Linked DNA regions of Mus musculus: all the other regions are linked to region 1. The links are chromatin contacts, called in public capture Hi-C and promoter capture Hi-C maps. All regions are on one chromosome and are shown on one strand. Each heading gives the region's core, a stretch centred on a gene start, on an enhancer-like site or on the middle of the called end of the contact. The rest is flanking DNA. Distances are from core to core; before and after follow the strand shown.

Region 1 (2,840 bases), core at 131-2,630:
ATCAAGACACTGTGTCATTATATTTTGCAATCCAAGGCAGGAAGCAGAATTATATGGTGGAGTGTATCTACCCAGAGACCAAATCCCACTCCTAACGTCAGCTCAGCCACCTATTGTCTTTGAGATTTACTGATGATCCAGTTCATTTAAAAACCTCAAGCTTTCAGTTTTTCTATACATGCTTAAAGCATCTGGTACAAAGATATATTGTCAATATATTAATTGCTTTAATTATTACAGTATAGTGTTTCAAAAACCCACAGCCTAATGACTATCAATAATGACTATCATAGCAGCTACTCCTATCTACATAGTTTAAAAAGAAATTCTAGCTACGACAAGTATTTCCAAAGGGCATTTTAAATACACATTTTAAACTATAGGCATGTTTCTCTGTAATTCTATTTATCTATTTAGTCTAATGAAAAGCATAAAGTAGAATGTATTTTGAAAACATGACAGAACATAAAATTCAGTCCCTTAGATCTACTGGCTGATGGTGACAATACCATATTTCCCAGGGGCTTCATGGGACAAAAAGAGGAAATAGGCTTAAAAACTAAATAAGCAAAAGGTTAAATGAAACAAAGTGGGCCATTTCTGATCTCTGTGGATCACTGTGGACTAGGAAGGTTTTGTGTGACCTCACTTGAGTGGACCAGACTTTCAGGAATTAAATAAGCACAACTGAAGGTTTTCCTGGCGGGAGACGAACAGCAAACGTATTCATTAGAACCTTTTTTTGCTATCATTTTTAACAAAACCGATCTTGGAGTCCAGGGAAGAAGGTACAGTTATTTTCAGTATTCTGTCACCCAGTCGTCATTAAAGTCTCAATCTCAAATTGCCAGTTGGGGTCCAGGAGGAGACGACCATCCACTAAAATATCCCTGCAAGGCTGGCGCTGACAAGTCCCTCCTCACTCCTAGTTGTCTGACAGTGACCTCAACTCCAAGGTTCTGACTGCTCGTCTTCCGGGCTCTGGATATTGTTGCTCAACACCCTCCTCCCAAGAGCTCGTCCCCGCAGCCCCATCCGGAGAGCCTCACTACCCCTCACACACTTCCATCTGGAGCCTCAGGCGCCTCTTCCTCTCCATCCCGGCTCCCTCCACTCCCGGACCCAACCCCTTCCCAGGTCCGGCTCACTCCGCCCCAGCTCCTTCCCCAAGTTCCCAGGCCCAGGGCTCCTCTTGGACAACCTCATCCCAAAGTGTGGCTCATTCCGTAGCCTGGCTCTTCCCTCTGCTGCCTCCCTCAAGATCCAGCCTCATTAAGTTCACTCTGCACCCGGTGGAACCCACTCCGAGGCCTTGCCCTCACCTTCCCAGTAATTGCTGGTTCCTGCCGCCATCTTTGTTGCCCAACGTCAGTCGGGACAGGCGAGTAGAGGCCTTGAAGGCCAGAGAGTCACCTCCACGCCTTCTTCCACCCCCGAGCGCCGAGGCTGATGGGATACGCTAGCCTCCTTAGACACTGCCACCTGGTGGACAATTCGTTATTTTACAGCTTTAAGTAGCTCGTTTGAAAGCGTCGTTTAGCTGTTCTGGGTGTTCATACCACATCTTTTCAGTCTTCAGTCTTCAATTTCTTCATCTCGGATTGTTCTTTTCAGCGGGTGACTTAGAGGAGAGACACAATTTCCATTATCTCCCCTTAAATAGGATGTCTTGGGACCGGAGGTGGGGGGGTGGTGGTGGTGGTGTCAAGCTTAATGGGGCAGGTGCCTTGCCTGAATGTAAGAGGGTCTGGGTTCGACCCCCAGCATTCCATAAACAGAACATGGTAGTATATGCCTTTAATCCTAGTACTCAGAATGTGGGGATAAAAAGACCAGAAGTTCAAGGTCATCCTCAGCTACATAGAGAGTTCAAGGCTAGGTGGGGATAAATGTCTCAAGAAGAAAAAGAAAAAGAAAAAGAAAAAGTACCTTCAATCAGCATTTTCCTTTCTCAGAGCCAGTGGTTCTTTTCCTGCCCATCTTCCACTGTCCAGTATGTAAAGTTCCTTCCCTGGTTGACTTCCCTATGTCTACAGCAGAGCATCAGTCCTCTGTCCCTTGCTAACAGCTTCCATGTGCCCACAGCCTGAAGCTCACTGATGTCGTTAGACTAGCTGGCTATCCAGCCCCAGTTTTGGCTTTCCCAGTGCTGGGATTACAGACATATGATGACACGCCTGGCCTTTTCATGTTTGTCCTAGGGATCTGAACTCACATCCTAATGCATGCATGCCAAGCAATTTACTGGCTGAGTATAATATGCATTATAGTAATAAATTGTTATGTGTTGTTTAAGTCCATTGAAAAGCTGGTTGTGGACATAGGGTTGTCACCCCGTGCCCCAGTCACACACATACTTAATACCCAAGCATATTTCTTGTAAATTGTCCCAGAGACCCCCTGGCTGGGGATGGGCTACCTGGCTGGCTCTGTGAGAAAGCAATAGTGTAGCAAAATGGCCCAAAGAGTAAAAAATACCAGGTCCGGGAGGACAGAAGGAGAGTATCTGAGTTAACACACCGTGTCCTTGATCACAGCTGATCATTCCCTCTGACCTTCCTGACATAAAGATGCCCACGGTGGGAATGGTTCATTGGACATCTTACCTAAGAGAAGCCGTTCTTCCTGGAACCCTTTTTGTGGGTCAGAGAGAGGCTCCAACTAGCTGGTTTTTGCTCTCCAGGTCTCCTCCGTTGCTTTCTGCTGGATGACGTAAGTGTCTGATCTCATGAACTACTACCTCCTGCTTGCTGTCTCTTTCTTTCATTTCTGTTTGCTGTATACCTAAAAACCAAACTTGCTTGAAAATAGCACAGCGATTGCAGATCATTCTTTGTTCA
Region 2 (2,840 bases), core at 251-2,750, 700 kb after region 1:
CCTGTATGCGAGGGACGGTGGCAGACACGAGGCACGAACACCCCGCCAGCGCACGCACACTTACTTTTCCCTTTTTACAGCGGAGTTGAGACGCCCGCCGGACTTTCGCGCGCTGGACAGGGCGTAGCCGCTCTGGCCTGGCCCTGCCCCCGTCCGGCCCCGCCCCCTCAGGTTGATGGCAGCAGCAGCTGGGACTGCAGCGGAGCCCGCAGCCGAGAGCCGCAGGCAGCGGCCGGAACACCCTGGCCCGGACGCACGGACGCCGCCTCCTCGGCCCTTCGCATACCCCGGCCCGCTCCGCAGAGGAGTCGCAGCGTGAGCACCCCCGCCCGGCTTAGGACCAGGTACCCCCCTCCCTGCCTCCGCCACCGCAGCCAACGGCGCGGGCGGGGTCTCTGGAGGGGGCAGAGGTCTGCGCCCCCCCCCCCCCCCGCCGCTAAATTCAGTTCGTCAGGGCGGACTTGGTGTCTATATTTGGCCGGACAGCGGCTGGCGAGGAGACACCTAGTCTCACAGGAACGCACTGCCGGGGCAGGAGGCTGGAGGAGGGGGCGAGTAGGCCGGCCTTCAGGCCTGGGGCTACAGAAGTGGTTTGAAGGGCACAAGGATGCCCGGGCAGGGGAGGGGCAGGAAGCAGTTGGCCTTTGGGAGAACCTGCTGTGTCCCCTTGGGAAAAGTAGCAAGCATTGCTAAGCTCCTAGCTCCAGAAGCCGAAGTCGTAGAACCAGAAAGAGGACCTCACCTCCTCCCTGGTTGCACATCTGGTCCTTGCAGGTGGGGTCGAGGGCCCCCACCCTCAAGAGAACGGACTAGCCAGCCCAGGCATCGCACCCAAGAGGCTGGACCAAAGTATGATATTTGTGTCAGATGACCATAGCCAGGACTCCCCCACCCCACCCCATCCGGAGAAATCAGTGCATGGGGAAATAGACAGAAGGAAGATCGCCCTACTCCCACATACCCCACACCACCGGAGGAATCTTTTAAAAAGAGTAGGAAGCAGGGCTAACAAAAGGACCTCTTCTCTTGGCCAAGCTGTAGAAAAAGACACACCGGCTTGAACTCAGCGATGTGAATATGGGATCTTGAGGGCTGCAGTCCTACCTAGCCTTGAGCTACGGTCCACTGACTAAAAGAGAAGGTGTTGGGTGGGGAGCCTTTCAGAGAGACAAACACTTGCAAAGAGGTCTCATACATGACTAGCAGCATGAGGGGACCCCCTGATATTCCTCCTCAAAACATTAGGTCTTGGAGGAAGTTTCAGCCCTGTGTCAGCCTCTGCTATCCCGGCTAGCCTGTGTGTCTAAGAAGCGGTGAGATTCCCCATCCTTGTCCCTCATATTAAACAACATGAGACAGATGTCAAAAACCAGCCTCCAACTTTGGTCACTTTGAAGATCCTGGCCAGATAATCCTACTCACTCACTCCTCCCTTCCACAGCTCGCAGGATTAAGGACCAACGTGCCTCTAGACTCTGATACTCCCTATCTTTGCCCCAGCCATGAGCCGGCGTGTTGTTCGGCAGAGCAAGTTCCGCCACGTGTTTGGTCAGGCAGCAAAGGCTGACCAGGCCTATGAGGACATCCGGGTATCCAAGGTCACATGGGACAGCGCCTTCTGTGCCGTCAACCCCAAATTTCTAGCCATTATTGTGGAGGCTGGAGGTGGAGGTGCCTTCATTGTCCTGCCTCTGGCCAAGGTGAGGGGTGAGGGGAAGAAAGCAATTGGGAGGGCACTGGCTAGGGTCTCTGGGATATATCCCACACTAGCCTTTTCTCACTGAAGTCCAGGCCTCCAGAAGGGCAGTCTGTGTGGACTGGGTACTCTGTCTTTGCCAAACCCACAAAGAATGGTGGAGAACAGCAACATCAGCGTGACCTGTGCGCCCGATCTCTAGGCCACAGAGCACTGTGTTCCTAGCAGAAACCAAGATGGGTGTTAGTGATGGAGATGGTTGGGATACAGCAGACCAAGGTCCAGTCAGACTCTAACCTTATCTTTACCTAGTGTCAGAGAAAGGCAGAGTCAGAGAGATGGAGAGAGACACACAGACACACACAGAAACAGAGAGAGACAGAGATACAGAGAGAGAGAGAGAGAGAGAGAGAGAGAGAGAGAGAGAGAGAGAGAGAGAGAGAGGTGTTCAGACTCTGATCCTGGGAGTGGGATGAAACTAAAAAGAGAAGTTACAATAGTCAGAGCCTTCCCTCCCCTGCACATGAGGGAAAGGGCCAGGCACTGACTGCCACCTTTGCAGACACGTAGCCATCTGTACCCCAGGAGAGATACCCCAAAGCATAACCTTGACCTAGATACTGAGCCCTATACCTTGCTAAAGAAGACCTCACAAGTGGTGGGGTCAGGACAGGCCTGACAATAGCCTATGACTCACGCTGGACAATGCAGACACCATCCAGAGACAGCATCCCAAGGGCTCACATTTCAGCCCGAGCCACCTCCTCCCCCAGTGTGACTGCCATGTCAATGGCATTTAGTCACCCTCTCTCCCAGACTATGTGCTTTGGGCCAATGCCAACCCCTGCAGAGTCTTCAGAGCTCCCACAACTTACTCATGAAGACAAAAAGAAAGACGAGTGCCAGCCCCTGGTAAGGGACACTCAGCACCAAGACTGCGTGCTGCCTATGACTCCAAGGTGAAACCAAGGGAGAGGTCTGCCCCAGGGGCTAAGCCACTGCCGTCAGAGTCACTCACTCAGACCTCTCTCTCCAGGGGCTTGCCAAAGGTCCTCCAACTTGGGGGACAGGTTCAAGCACATCCTCCTCACAGGGCATGTGGGTTCACGCCCATGAGCCCAGCACTGGGAAGACCGAGGCAAGA
Region 3 (2,840 bases), core at 158-2,657, 580 kb before region 1:
CAATACTAATAAAAAAGAAAGGAAAGAAAGAGTGTGTCTCATTTAATGGCTATTGGGAAGGTAGCCCAAGTAAAATAATTCTACTACTAATAATTAGCATATATGGACCATTAATACTTTATTTTTTTGTTTTTCAAGACAGGTTTCTCTGTGTATCCCTGGCTGTCCTGGAACTCACTTTGTAGACCAGAGGTTGGGGAGACGTGTGCATGTGTATGTGTGTTTTGTCCAGGAGTAGTTTTCTCCCTCTATTTTGAGGATCCTGGGGAAGAGACTCAGGTCAGCAGGCTTGGTGGCACAGTGCCTTTACCCACTGAACTATCTCACTAGCCCTCAGTCTTTTAGTTATGGTACAGATTTGTCTTAGTTTGCTTTACATTGCTGTGATAACACAGCATGACCAAAAACAACTTGTAAAGTAAATAATTTATTTGGATTACAGGTTATAGTATGTCGTCATCAGGTGAAGCCAAGCCAGGAAATGGAGCAGAAATCACGAAGGAATGTTACTTACTGGCTTGCTTTCCATGGCTTGCTCAGCTTGCTTTTCTATACAATCCAGAACCTGCTGCCCAGGGGTGGTACCTCCCACAGTGGGCTGGGCCATTCTACAGCATCAACCAAGAAAATGCCCCCACAGATTGCCCGTGGGCCAATCTGATGGAAGCAATTCTCAACTGAGGCTTCCTTTTCCCAGATGACTCCAGCGAGTGTCAAGTGCGCGCGCACGCGCACACCAGCACAAGGGTCATTTTCCAGTATGCCGCCCCACAACCCTATTCTGTCATTCGTTTCCGCAATGGAAGTATCCCACTGCCAATTCCAAACCACTCCAAGAGTTTAACCAGAGAAATGGAAGAAGCCGCACTAGCTGGAAAATGAATAGAGTCTTAAAATCAACCATAATCCGAATTCTCTAGTCACGGGGCTCCCTCTAGGTTTATCCTGTCAAAGAGGACAGCTCGGCCCAAACTCAGCAGGGCGTAACAACCTCGGAAACACAGAGCCTAGAGAAGACGTGTTCGGTCCCCAGGCTGAAAAACCCATCCCCACCTTTACCACCATCCAGACTTCCGCTCAGCATAAGAACCGCCACCTTTCCAGCCTAGCAGGGGAGATTCGACCCTGGCCTAGAGCTGCCCCTTCCACCGCAGCTTCCTCCCGAGGGGGTGGAGCGCTCACCTGCTCGATGGCGAGTTGCACCTCTGGCGTGAGCTGCAGCACAGCCTCCAGCTCCTCCACAAACTCCAGTTCCTCCTCCTCCATCATCCCGCCGCTCAGCCCCCGACGCCCTCTCCAATCCTGCTCGCGACCTGTCTGTCACCAGGACCCCAGAAGAGCAAGCCTCCAGGTACGGGGCTCGAGGGAGCCGCTACTTACTCGGCTAGCCTGGCACTTCCGGAGAACTGGGCACTTCCGGGAACCGGGGGACTCTGGGATAGCGGAGGACTGACTTCCGCAGGCATGGCTGTCAAGTCCCTGGAAAATCTCCAGACAACCCTTAACCTCAAGTTCCCTGTTCGCACGCGGCGGGTTCTTAAGATTGAAAGCCCTCTCTTCTTCGCCCAGGGCGCATCCCCCACCAGCGCCGTAGTGTCGCCCGGGCGCCCCAGAGAGCGGTAGCCACGGCAGTGTCCCAATGGATGGGCAATAAGCCCCGCTGGCCATGAAGCCAACGTGCAACCCGCTCGCTGGATCCCCTTGGTCTAGGGCAGTCTGTGTCCCCCTGCCATCGGGAGTGAAATGACCCCAGCTGGTAAGTGGCAGTGTTGCCAAAGACATTTGAGGTTTGGGAGAGCTTCTGCTCCTTAGATAAGGATCTACTGGGCAGAATTGTCTGAAGCCTCCTCGCTAGGGTGGGGAGTAAGGAGAAAAGCGACCCAACGCTGGGAAGTGTTTGGTTTTTGAGACCGAATGTCCGGGCTGTACATCCTTATTTACACCCTTGATAACCTTATGATCTTGAACAAAGTATTCCCATCTGCCCTGCTTACACTACGTTAGATGGGGTGACATTAAATATGGAAGTATTATGCAAACTTAGGCAGGTAGTACAGGAAATGTTAGGGTGTTTAGCCGCGTACATTACAAAAAGAGGAGCCAGATAGCCCTGTGGAACCGCTTTTCCAGCAGGCACTGGAACAATGATGGAATTGCAGCCAAGGGAAGGGTTGCCTTACCAGTTCAACATTGTGAAAACCTCGACAGAGGAGTATCTGGCCCTGCTGAACTTTTTTTTTTTTTTCCGTACATATAGTTTTATAAAAATTGCTTCAGGAATAATATAATTTGCTTTTTTTTTTTTAGTTTTTAAAAAACATTATAGTTTTAGGAATGGAATTTTATTGTTGTTTTAGTTTGCCCCCCAAAAATGTGTGAGTAGTATAAGTTTTAGCAACAGCAACAAAAGAATGCTTTAAAATATAATTGCAGGAGGACTGTGAGAGACATCAAGATGGCTCAGCCAGTAGAGCATTTGCCCTCAAGCCTGATGCTTGAATTCATCCATCGAACCCACATGTTGATAAGAGAGTTCTAACTTCCACAAGTTACCCTCTAACCTCCACACATATATTATTGACTCATAAAAGTATTATTTTGACAATTATTTAATGACATAGCGATATATGCACAGTGTATTTCAGAAAGCAGAATATTTATTTCTGAGAGCAAAATTGGCTGGGTGTGATGGTACAAGCCTATAATCCCAACACTTGGAAGGTGAAGAGTAGGTGGATAAGGAAAATGTACTGTCTCAACCAAAAGCAAATGACAGGGAAATATATTTTTTCTTTATTTTCCCACACATCTACAATCAACATATGGTACTTTTTTTTGTG
Region 4 (2,840 bases), core at 164-2,663, 560 kb after region 1:
CCTTTAATGCATCAAGAGAGTGTAACATAGTGGCATTACACTATTGCCAGCTCCAAGCCTAGCATCCTTTTAGAGCCCTGGGCTGCTATGCAAGAAGCCAACCCTGAAACTACTCTCCTTTGAGGGGGCCCAAGCCATATTAGAGCTCACATTAGGCACTGCAATGTACCTTCAGTTTTACAGCCATCCAGGTCAAAACAACAGTTGTGAGACTGAAGCTGCTTGGATCTTCATGTATTCGCTGTACAACAGCACTGAGTGAATAATAAGTATTGAGTGAACACCCAGCTAAGTGCTCCTGGGATTCATTTGTTACAAACCAATTAATAATCTATGCAACTGGTTTCACCTCCATTTTCTTTGCTCCTAGGAAATAGGCTAAGCTTTCTCTTAACAAGTAATCCAAACACTAGGAATGGTACCTGTATTAAGCAGAGTTTTCTAGAGATACAGAACCAACCGAATTCACACACACACACAAAGCATGTTCATAGACGTATATTCTCTGGTGCAACACAGCACACAGGACCAAGTTCTCAAAACAGTAGATGGGACGTGTTAGCAGTTCCAATCTAGTGCAGAAAGCCTGAGAGCTCCCTGGAGAGCCACTGGTCTATAAGGAATGACTGAAGACAATGGAGTTTGTTGTCAGTAGATGGCAGCAAATATAGATGAATCATTCAAATAGAAATGAGCCGGGGCAAGCATTTGCTGCTTTCCTCTGGCTTCTTCCTTTTTCAACTGGGATGCCATTTGGGAGGGACCGTCCACACTTAAGAGTGGATCTCCCCACTCCCTACTTGCTCTCACATGTTAGTCCTCTCTGTACACATCTCCACATTCACTCAGATGCCTTTCACCAGTTCTAGACACCTTTAAATCCAGCCATGGTGACAACCAGTAGAGTTGTCACAGTGCCTTTACATCCTCCTGCTTCCACAGACCAGAAGCACAGCACTATCTTTAGTTCCAAAGTGCACACTTCCTCTTAAAAGGCCACTATTGATTTTTTTCCTGACACCCCCTAGCCCCCCCCCATTATTAGTTTATTGCCAAGGGCAGAGAAAACTGATAAATTATATCTACCATATCTAGTTAATGGATAATCCAGTTTCCTGGCTATAGAGCTGTCATGGTAGGATACCTAGCATTGTGGAACCATAACAGTAAGACTACTTGATAGCTTTAACCCCCAATTCTACCTTTGTTCCAGCAATGCACAACTACTCAATGCTCCTCAAATGTGAAACTTGTTTCCACTTATTCTTGTAAAAGTAACTTTTATTCTCCTATAGTAATTGTCATCTCTTATTTTTACTGCCTTTTTCTGCTAACCTAGGCCTAGTCCTAGAAGCCTCTAGCCTCTATAGAATCTTATCTAAGCCTAGAATGTTGTCACTGCTAAATAAGCTCACCCTTTCTAGGTCTTTCTGAACTCTGGCTGGCTAGTCAACTCAGCTGTTCCTGGCTCAAAACTTGGCTTTACATTAATTGATTCAATCTGGCTTCTCTCAGCTTCTCCTAAATTGCTCTGTTTTGTATAATACAAACTTTGGCAGTATATTCTGATCTTTTGGCTCCTTATTCTCTGGTTTGTTCTGTCTTCACCTGTGTCTACCATGTTCCCTCTCTGAAACCTCTCTTTATAACTGTCCTGGTAAAACTGCCTCCTTTCTACTTCCTCTCTCTCTGCACTGCACACTTAAGTAGCTTCCCTTTCCTCTCTCCTTTGAGAGTTGGGCAGATCCTATTCTGTCAAATATTTCTCTGATTCATCACTTTGTTTGCCACCAATTAGATATCACTTTCAAACATGGGTGCTTCTTTCTACAAACTAAATTTATCTTCATTGTTTGGGATTCAGGGTAAGTCTGTATTCCTGCCAGACAAATTAAAGTTGTGTGCTAATGCTGAGCCATATCATGACTAGAAACAGGTCTTTTTTTTTTTTTTTTCCTTCAGTAAATAACACAATCTTGAGATACACAGTGTGATCAGATAGCCTGTAACATTTTCGGTTCTTTGTGCCTCTGCCTGAAATAAGTCTGCTTTTACTACTTGACAAAACTTTCTAGTTCAAGCCCAACGTAAAAGTTAACTTAGCTAAAACACTTTCCAATCCTAGAGTTATTTCTTCCTCTGATGCTTCTATGCTATACTGTCCAACTTTGCTTTGGTCCAAGTGAGGCAATTAACATTTTTAATAGAACTTTCTCCTTGAGTTACAATGTGAAATATCCAAGGATAAGGATCAGTCTTATTTACTGGCTAGAAAATAAGACATTGGTGAGTTGATATTGAATGTATGCATACAGAAATAAAAACAAGTAAATTGTTTGCTTAGCCAAAAGGAAAGCCTTAGGGCCCAAATCACCTCCTGAAAAAACAAGCAACACAACAAAGTTCTTCAAACTTGTTAAAGCTAACAGGTTGCAAATACATAGTCCATACTTGCTGGAAATGTATAACCAGTTGGTTTTAAGTGTTTGCCTATAAGAAATCTCACTAGTTAATCACTACAGCCACTTGATTTTGCCTCTTCCTCTAGTCCCATCTTGTACCTAGGGCACTGTGATGACAGGTGGGATTAGGCATGGTTCTTGAACTAAAACAAAACAAAACAAATCAAACAAACAAAAAAAAACCTTACAGTTTAATGGTGAAAGATAAATGAAGAACCCACTCATAACCTAGAAACAGAACTGGATGGTGCTAGAGTAAAGATAGAATTGGAGGGAAACAGATATTTCCAGGTGATAGAAGAAATAGCATTAATGTCTGGCATTTGAAACCAACTTTGAGCTGGGCAGTGGTGGTGGTAACACCTTTAATCCCAGCAC
Region 5 (2,840 bases), core at 113-2,612, 550 kb before region 1:
CTTAGCAGAGCAAATGTCTGCGGCCAAACATGTGCCTTTCAGAGACTGTGTACATGTGGCTTGAGAAAAGTCCCAGACTCAGCTCATAGCCAGGGGAAACTCAAAGGCTTTTTTTTTTTTTTTTTTTTTTAAATCAGTAGCTGGTGCTAGGAAGTGACTGGTTACTTTGGTAGGCACTGTGCTGGGTGGCATACTTGTATTTTTTTCTGAGATAGGCTCTTGTTATATAGCTGGAACTGGCTTGAAACTATACAGACCAGGTCGGCCTAGAATTTTGAGATCCTCCTGCCTCTGCTTCCAGAGTGCTAGTTAGACATAAGCTACCACACCCAGCTTGACACCTATAAAAATCATGTAATCGTCAAACTAACTTCTTGAGGATTATAACTCCTGTTTTGGAGATGGGAAGCTAGAGGCCCAGGCACAACTTTGCAAGGTGTCTCAACTAGGGAGTCAAGCCTTGGCAGCACTCTTCACAGCTGCAGGGCACGAAACTACCATTCCACACTAAAGAGCTGGCTAGGGACAAAGACATTTCTCCACAGCGTATTATTTGCAAATCTTGGAGTACTTCCCAGGACGGCCTCCTAGTCTTACCCTCTAAAGAGCACACCTAGCAGGGTGGAGAGGGTTGGCAGATGGCCACAGATTTCTATCAACTCCGCCTTACTTCCAGACCTCGCCTAGGAGGATACTCCAAACCAAGCAGCACTCGAATTCGGATTCAAAAAGTGAAATCTCAGGCTGCGCAACTCCTGCTCACAAGAGAGGGGTGGGGGTGGGGTGGTCGCTTTGCGTGAGTCAACGAATGGGGTCCTGTTATGCACGTGGTCGCAAAGAAAACGCCAAGCCTCTGGGAGAAAGACAGTATCAGTATTTTTGCTTTATGCACTAGGCGACCTAATAAGAAACATGTTCACTAACTCGGCAGTCATTTAATAACGAAGAACTCTCCGGACGTCCGTCCCTCCCAGCCCGGCATTTCCGAAACACGTGCAGTAGCCCTGAGCATTTCCAGGAGAATCAAGGCTATATTCGCTCCCGGTTTCCCACTGGGAAGACACTACGAAGGACGGAGGAGGACTCTAGGAGACCGTCATGTGGTGGGGCTACAGGATGGAGGCCGGCCTCGCGACTGCGGGTCCCCCAAAACTCCTCAAGCCCCCAGCCTCCCGAGCACCGTAGGAGCAGTGCAGAGCCTCAGCCTGCCCAGGAGGTGCTTTGGGGGGGTGCGGCCCAGGGGCCGGAGTAGGGAAGTGGGAACCCACCTAGGTCCATGGCGGCGACGCTGGCGGCGGGCTAGACCGCCCCTCCTAGTCCAAGGCCGCGAACGCGTTGCCCGCGCCACGGCACAAAGGGCGGCGCTACAGGCGCGTCACAGGCTCCGCCCACAGCGCTTCTCCGCTTCCGTGCTGTAGTCTGCTAGCCGCTGCCGTTCAAGGCGCACGCGTACTCCTCTCCAACAAGCTCGCAGCGTCGAAGCCACCCTAGCCACAGCGCCCCCTCTCGGCCTAGGCTTCCCAGCCTTCTTAACCACAGGTACTGTTGGCTGTCTCCATGTGGAACCTGACCCCTTCAGGCAAGGAGGTCGAACCCCTTAGTCCAGACCCCTCATTCACCCTCACTCAGGAACCCCGGGCAGCTCTCGCCCCGGATTCACCCACATGGAATAACTTTCCTTCAGCTGTGTACTAACCAGCAGCGGATCCACGGGATTCATCCCCCCCCCCCCCAAGACACACAAAACTCCCTATATGCTTGCTTTTCATGCTGCACTATCTCCTATAGGCAACAGCAGAGTCAACTTTCAGAGCTCATAGGTGCTTTTATAACTTTGAAGGGCAGTCACACTGGAAAAAGCTCTGCGGGGCAGGAGCAATTGAATGGATTCCTGGTCCTCGATTTGTACGTTATTAAACACACAAACGCCCCGTGTTCATCCCACACATTATCTCTTTACCCCTTCTTTCCAAGGCCTAACAATAACATGGTTTGCTTATTTCCAACTTTCTTCTAGTACCCCGCATCACTTAAAAACAGAAGCATTGCCTCTGGTATACCAATGAGCCAAGTGGAGTTTGAAATGGCCTGTGCTTCACTCAAGCAGCTGAAGGGGCCTGTGAGTGATCAGGAGAAACTGCTGGTGTACAGCTTTTACAAACAGGCCACCCAGGGCGACTGTAACATCCCTGTCCCTCCTGCCACAGATGTGAGAGCAAAGGCCAAATATGAGGCCTGGATGGTAAACAAAGGGATGTCCAAGATGGATGCCATGAGGATCTACATTGCTAAAGTGGAAGAGCTGAAGAAAAAGGAGCCATGCTAAGAGCATTTTGGCAGACACAAGGAAGTAGCATGGCTCCACTGGTAGGGGACGGGTTTAAGATTCCTGATGGCTGAAACACACTGAAAGGGTAGCAGCGTTAGCAGAAACACCAATAAATCATTCAAACTGCATGAGAGTGGAGTCTGTGGCAAAAGAGAAACTTTGAGGGTCCTGGAGAAGTATTTAGATGTGTAGAAGCCTCTCTCTGCTGGGTGAAACTCCATTAATCTGCCTTTCTGTGGTCTGACTGGCATTAATAGTCTTCCCAGTTCCACAATGTGTGTGGATATTTGGCAGAAGAGCAAAGAGGTGGGGTGAATCATGCTATTAAAATAACCAGGGGTGGGGGCTTGGATCTGTATTATCAGGGGTTATCAACACACCAAGAACCCAACAGTACAGAGGAGAAAGGGGCTCTGCCTTCTAAAGAGCTAAAGACAAATAGAAAAGCCCTCACCTAGAACACAGGTCCAGAGAAGTTAGGATTTTGATGGAACTCAAACTTTGAGTGACA
Region 6 (2,840 bases), core at 231-2,730, 520 kb before region 1:
ATGCAAGGTTCTCATGAATTATTTCCTGAGAGCCTAGGTTGGTAAATCTCTCCTTTTGCATTTTTAACATAAAAGTAGCTATTACTTTACAGAACACAAACTACCTGTGAGTCAGTTACCACCTAAAAGGTAACATGTTTAATCTTAACAACAATCTTTTGATCAATGAAGAAATAGAATAATGACATGTAGTATCACTAAACTCTGACTGGTAGGTATAAATCTAATATTTCCTACATCATGTGCTCTAATTGGGAACAAATGCCAGAGTCATTTAGTCTATACCTAACCTTACCATGGTACCTTCAAACACCAGGAGTGTGTGTGTGTGTGTGTGTGTGTGTCTATCTGCCTGCCTGCCACAGGTCAGATTCCCTGGGAGTTGTAGTTACAGATGGTTGTGAGCCATCCAACACCTGGAACCCATCTTACACCCTCTGGAAGAAGAGCAATCATTCTTAAAAGTTGAGCCATGTCTCCAGCCCCTACACAGCAGATATTTTTATGACTAACCTGTGTTGACTGATTTGTGCAACTTCCTTTACAGTCCTTACCTCCTGTACCATCTCTACACCCAGCTAGACTTGGACTGCTACAAGTCTGTTAAAAATAAATAAATAAATTCTGCACTGGTGTGCTCCTACCTCCCTGGCTTACCAAAGAGCTCAATAAACCTTTCCGCTACACTTTCAGCTAAGTGACCCCCTTAGAATCACAGCTTCTCAGACTGTTTCCAGGTACTAGGAAGGCGACTTGATTCTGACCTCATACTTACATCTGGGCTGTTTAGAACAGAGCCACAGATCATGAGCACCTACGAAAGAGACCGTTCAAACTTGCTCGGACAGGGCTTGTTCGCGGAATCCGATGGCGGAGTGCTTGTTTAGCATGCGCAAAGCCATGGGTCCCCCTCCCAGAGCCTAAATTTCAAATCCGCAGCTCTGATGGAAGCCGAAATTTGCTGATCACACCCAAACCTTTCAAACCAGGAGACCGCTCTGTCGTGAACTGGAAGGGGCTTTTTAAAATAACGTTTTGCCTATCAACGCTCCTTCACTATAGACAGCAGGCTCCCCAAGCCAGGAGTGTAAAAAATATTTGAGAAGGGCTGTAGGTGAACGTGCGTAGACAACACAGCTGGTAGGTGAGTCCCCTTTCAAAGGCTTCCCAACCCGAAAGAGGGGGGCTCGCAAAAGCTGAAAACACCGGCGTGGCAACGCGGAGTCTAGGGCCTGGCGGCTGGGGTGGCCGCGCGCCCACGGCGTCTTCCCTCCCCTGGTGCGGCCCGGCCGCCCATCGGGGTCTCGCGCTAGCCCCGCTCGGTCCCGGTCTGCACCTGCATCCCCAGGACATCTCGAAAGAAATGCACTGTCTGGAAGCGGTTCTTCACTTTGAAAACGAAGTGCAGAGCTCGACGAGTGGCCATGGCTCCCAACACGAAAACCGAGTTCCAGGCAGAGGGACACCCCGCCCACCAAACCGGGAAGGATCGTCGGGTGACGTCACTAACACTCGACCGCGCGCTCGGGTGAGGTAGCGCGCGCCAGGGGAAAGATGGCAGCGCCGGCGAAGGGCATGTGGTGCTCCCTGGGATCATTGCTGCGGGTGGTCCAGACTCGGGACCTCAACGCTCGGCGCTGGGTCCGGGCGCTGCGGCGTAGCCCGGTGAGAGTGTTGTCTCCCTCGGGACAGGTGGAGGAACGGAAGCGCGCTCCTGACCAGCAGCCTCGCAAGGCGGTCCCTAAGGCCAGTTCCCAGGGACAGCGACAGAAACAGCCTCTTGAGACATCCCCATCCCAGACCCCTCACACCTGGGAAGAGGCAGGGCTTCGCTACGATAAGGCCTTTCCCGGGGACAGGAGGCTAAGGTGATATGTTTTTGAGACTTGTCATCTGCTCCCGTTTCTTTTCTTGCTTCACTGTGAAGCTTCTGGCTCTTACTGTTTCGACGGTGCAAAATAAATGTCGTCTTTTGAGGCTTGTGCGTGTCTGTTAGAACTTCATGTATCCCTCCATGCCAAGAGCGTTGATAATCATCCCCTCTCTGTTTGCACCCACAGCAGTGTGATGACAATAGTTAAGTCCAGGCCTTTTCGGGAAAAGCAAGGGAAGATCCTACTGGAAGGTCGCAGGCTGATTGCAGATGCTCTCAAGGCTGGAGCTGTGCCCAAAGCGTTCTTTTTTAGCCGTCTGGAGTACGTCAAGGAGTTGCCGGTAGACAAGCTGAAAGACGTCAGCCTCATTAAGGTGAAATTTGAGGACATCAAGGATTGGTCAGACCTAGTAACGCCACAAGGAATAATGGGTCAGTGATATACAGTGTGCCAATATCTGGGATTTCTATTTCATACAAGTGTAGTATCCTAGACTTTCTTGTTCATACTTGTCTTAAGGTAACGAATTTTATTTAAATCAAGTTTAAATTTTTATTGACTAACGTCTAAAAAGAAATAGGACTTCTCAGGCCTCTATGTTTTGATGGTATTTTACTGGCAACTGAACCAATTTCTCATTCATACTTAATTGTGGGGCTTTTGCTTGTTTTTGACAATTGTAGTTCAGGCAGGCTTCACATTCTGTATGTAGCTATGGATAGCTTCGACCCCTGACATTCCTGTTTGCACCTCCTTCCTGCTGAGGAGGCATGAAAAAAAAAAAAAAAGCCCAGTTGTTGTTTGTTTGTTTGTTTTATGGAATGTTAAAAACATTTTATGAGCCAGGAGTAATGCAAGCCTTTAAAATTCCAGAATTTGGAAGGCAGAGGCAGGCAGATTTCTGAGTTTGAGGTCAGCCTGGTCTACAAAGTGAGTTCCATGACAGCCAGAGCAAACATTGAAGCC

What was found. Promoter capture Hi-C pulls out the DNA fragments that hold promoters and counts their contacts. Capture Hi-C pulls out chosen DNA fragments and counts their contacts.
Region 2: a capture Hi-C map of embryonic stem cells shows a contact between it and region 1, with 3 times the contacts expected there. The contact joins the promoter of Coro6 here to the promoter of Gosr1 in region 1. A contact is called at or near these places in 1 of 39 promoter capture datasets (embryonic stem cells), 3 of 115 datasets of contacts at active chromatin or transcription factors (astrocytes, embryonic stem cells and pancreatic cancer cells) and 1 of 9 other capture datasets (embryonic stem cells).
Region 3: a promoter capture Hi-C map of liver shows a contact between it and region 1, with 2.6 times the contacts expected there. The contact joins the promoter of Vps53 here to the promoter of Gosr1 in region 1. A contact is called at or near these places in 2 of 39 promoter capture datasets (both in liver), 1 of 484 Hi-C or Micro-C datasets (embryonic stem cells), 1 of 115 datasets of contacts at active chromatin or transcription factors (pancreatic cancer cells) and 1 of 9 other capture datasets (adipose tissue).
Region 4: a contact with region 1 is called in a promoter capture Hi-C map of the HPC-7 cell line, with 2.8 times the contacts expected there. The contact joins the enhancer-like site here to the promoter of Gosr1 in region 1. A contact is called at or near these places in 5 of 39 promoter capture datasets (the 3T3-L1 cell line, the HPC-7 cell line, hippocampal neurons and 2 more), 1 of 115 datasets of contacts at active chromatin or transcription factors (embryonic stem cells) and 1 of 9 other capture datasets (macrophages).
Region 5: a contact with region 1 is called in a promoter capture Hi-C map of macrophages, with 5 read pairs. The contact joins the promoter of Gemin4 here to the promoter of Gosr1 in region 1. A contact is called at or near these places in 4 of 39 promoter capture datasets (liver, macrophages and pre-B cells).
Region 6: a contact with region 1 is called in a promoter capture Hi-C map of liver, with 2.8 times the contacts expected there. The contact joins the promoter of Glod4 here to the promoter of Gosr1 in region 1. A contact is called at or near these places in 1 of 39 promoter capture datasets (liver) and 2 of 484 Hi-C or Micro-C datasets (CD4 T cells and liver).

The regions. Positions count from the first base shown.
Region 1 is chr11:76,762,198-76,765,037 of GRCm38.p6, forward strand. Gosr1 (golgi SNAP receptor complex member 1) reads right to left here and starts at 1,381. Exons shown (of 9, transcript NM_016810.4): 1 at 1,323-1,381. The coding sequence starts at 1,353.
Region 2 is chr11:77,462,411-77,465,250 of GRCm38.p6, forward strand. Coro6 (coronin 6) reads left to right here and starts at 1,501. Exons shown (of 10, transcript NM_139128.2): 1 at 1,501-1,700. The coding sequence starts at 1,503.
Region 3 is chr11:76,178,231-76,181,070 of GRCm38.p6, forward strand. Vps53 (VPS53 GARP complex subunit) reads right to left here and starts at 1,408. Exons shown (of 22, transcript NM_026664.4): 1 at 1,183-1,408. The coding sequence starts at 1,269. It also overlaps a transcript of Tlcd3a not described here.
Region 4 is chr11:77,317,223-77,320,062 of GRCm38.p6, forward strand. The region is part of intron 1 of Ssh2 (slingshot protein phosphatase 2); the gene reads left to right. Among named protein-coding and RNA genes, the nearest start is that of Gm24989, 74 kb to the left of the region's middle. Within about 2 kb of position 1,414, at least 28 of the 459 cell types and tissues checked have an H3K27ac peak or open chromatin away from gene starts, as enhancers often do. A contact at or near this core is called in the HPC-7 cell line, where this site is marked.
Region 5 is chr11:76,216,210-76,219,049 of GRCm38.p6, forward strand. It overlaps Gemin4 (gem nuclear organelle associated protein 4), which reads right to left and starts at 1,363. Exons shown (of 2, transcript NM_177367.3): 1 at 1,269-1,363. The coding sequence starts at 1,278. Dbil5 (diazepam binding inhibitor-like 5) reads left to right here and starts at 1,404. Exons shown (of 2, transcript NM_021294.2): 1 at 1,404-1,539; 2 at 2,018-2,456. The coding sequence starts at 2,063. The coding sequence ends at 2,326.
Region 6 is chr11:76,242,219-76,245,058 of GRCm38.p6, forward strand. It overlaps Glod4 (glyoxalase domain containing 4), which reads right to left and starts at 1,481. Exons shown (of 9, transcript NM_026029.3): 1 at 1,337-1,481. The coding sequence starts at 1,426. It overlaps Mrm3 (mitochondrial rRNA methyltransferase 3), which reads left to right and starts at 1,518. Exons shown (of 4, transcript NM_183263.5): 1 at 1,518-1,868; 2 at 2,061-2,305. The coding sequence starts at 1,555.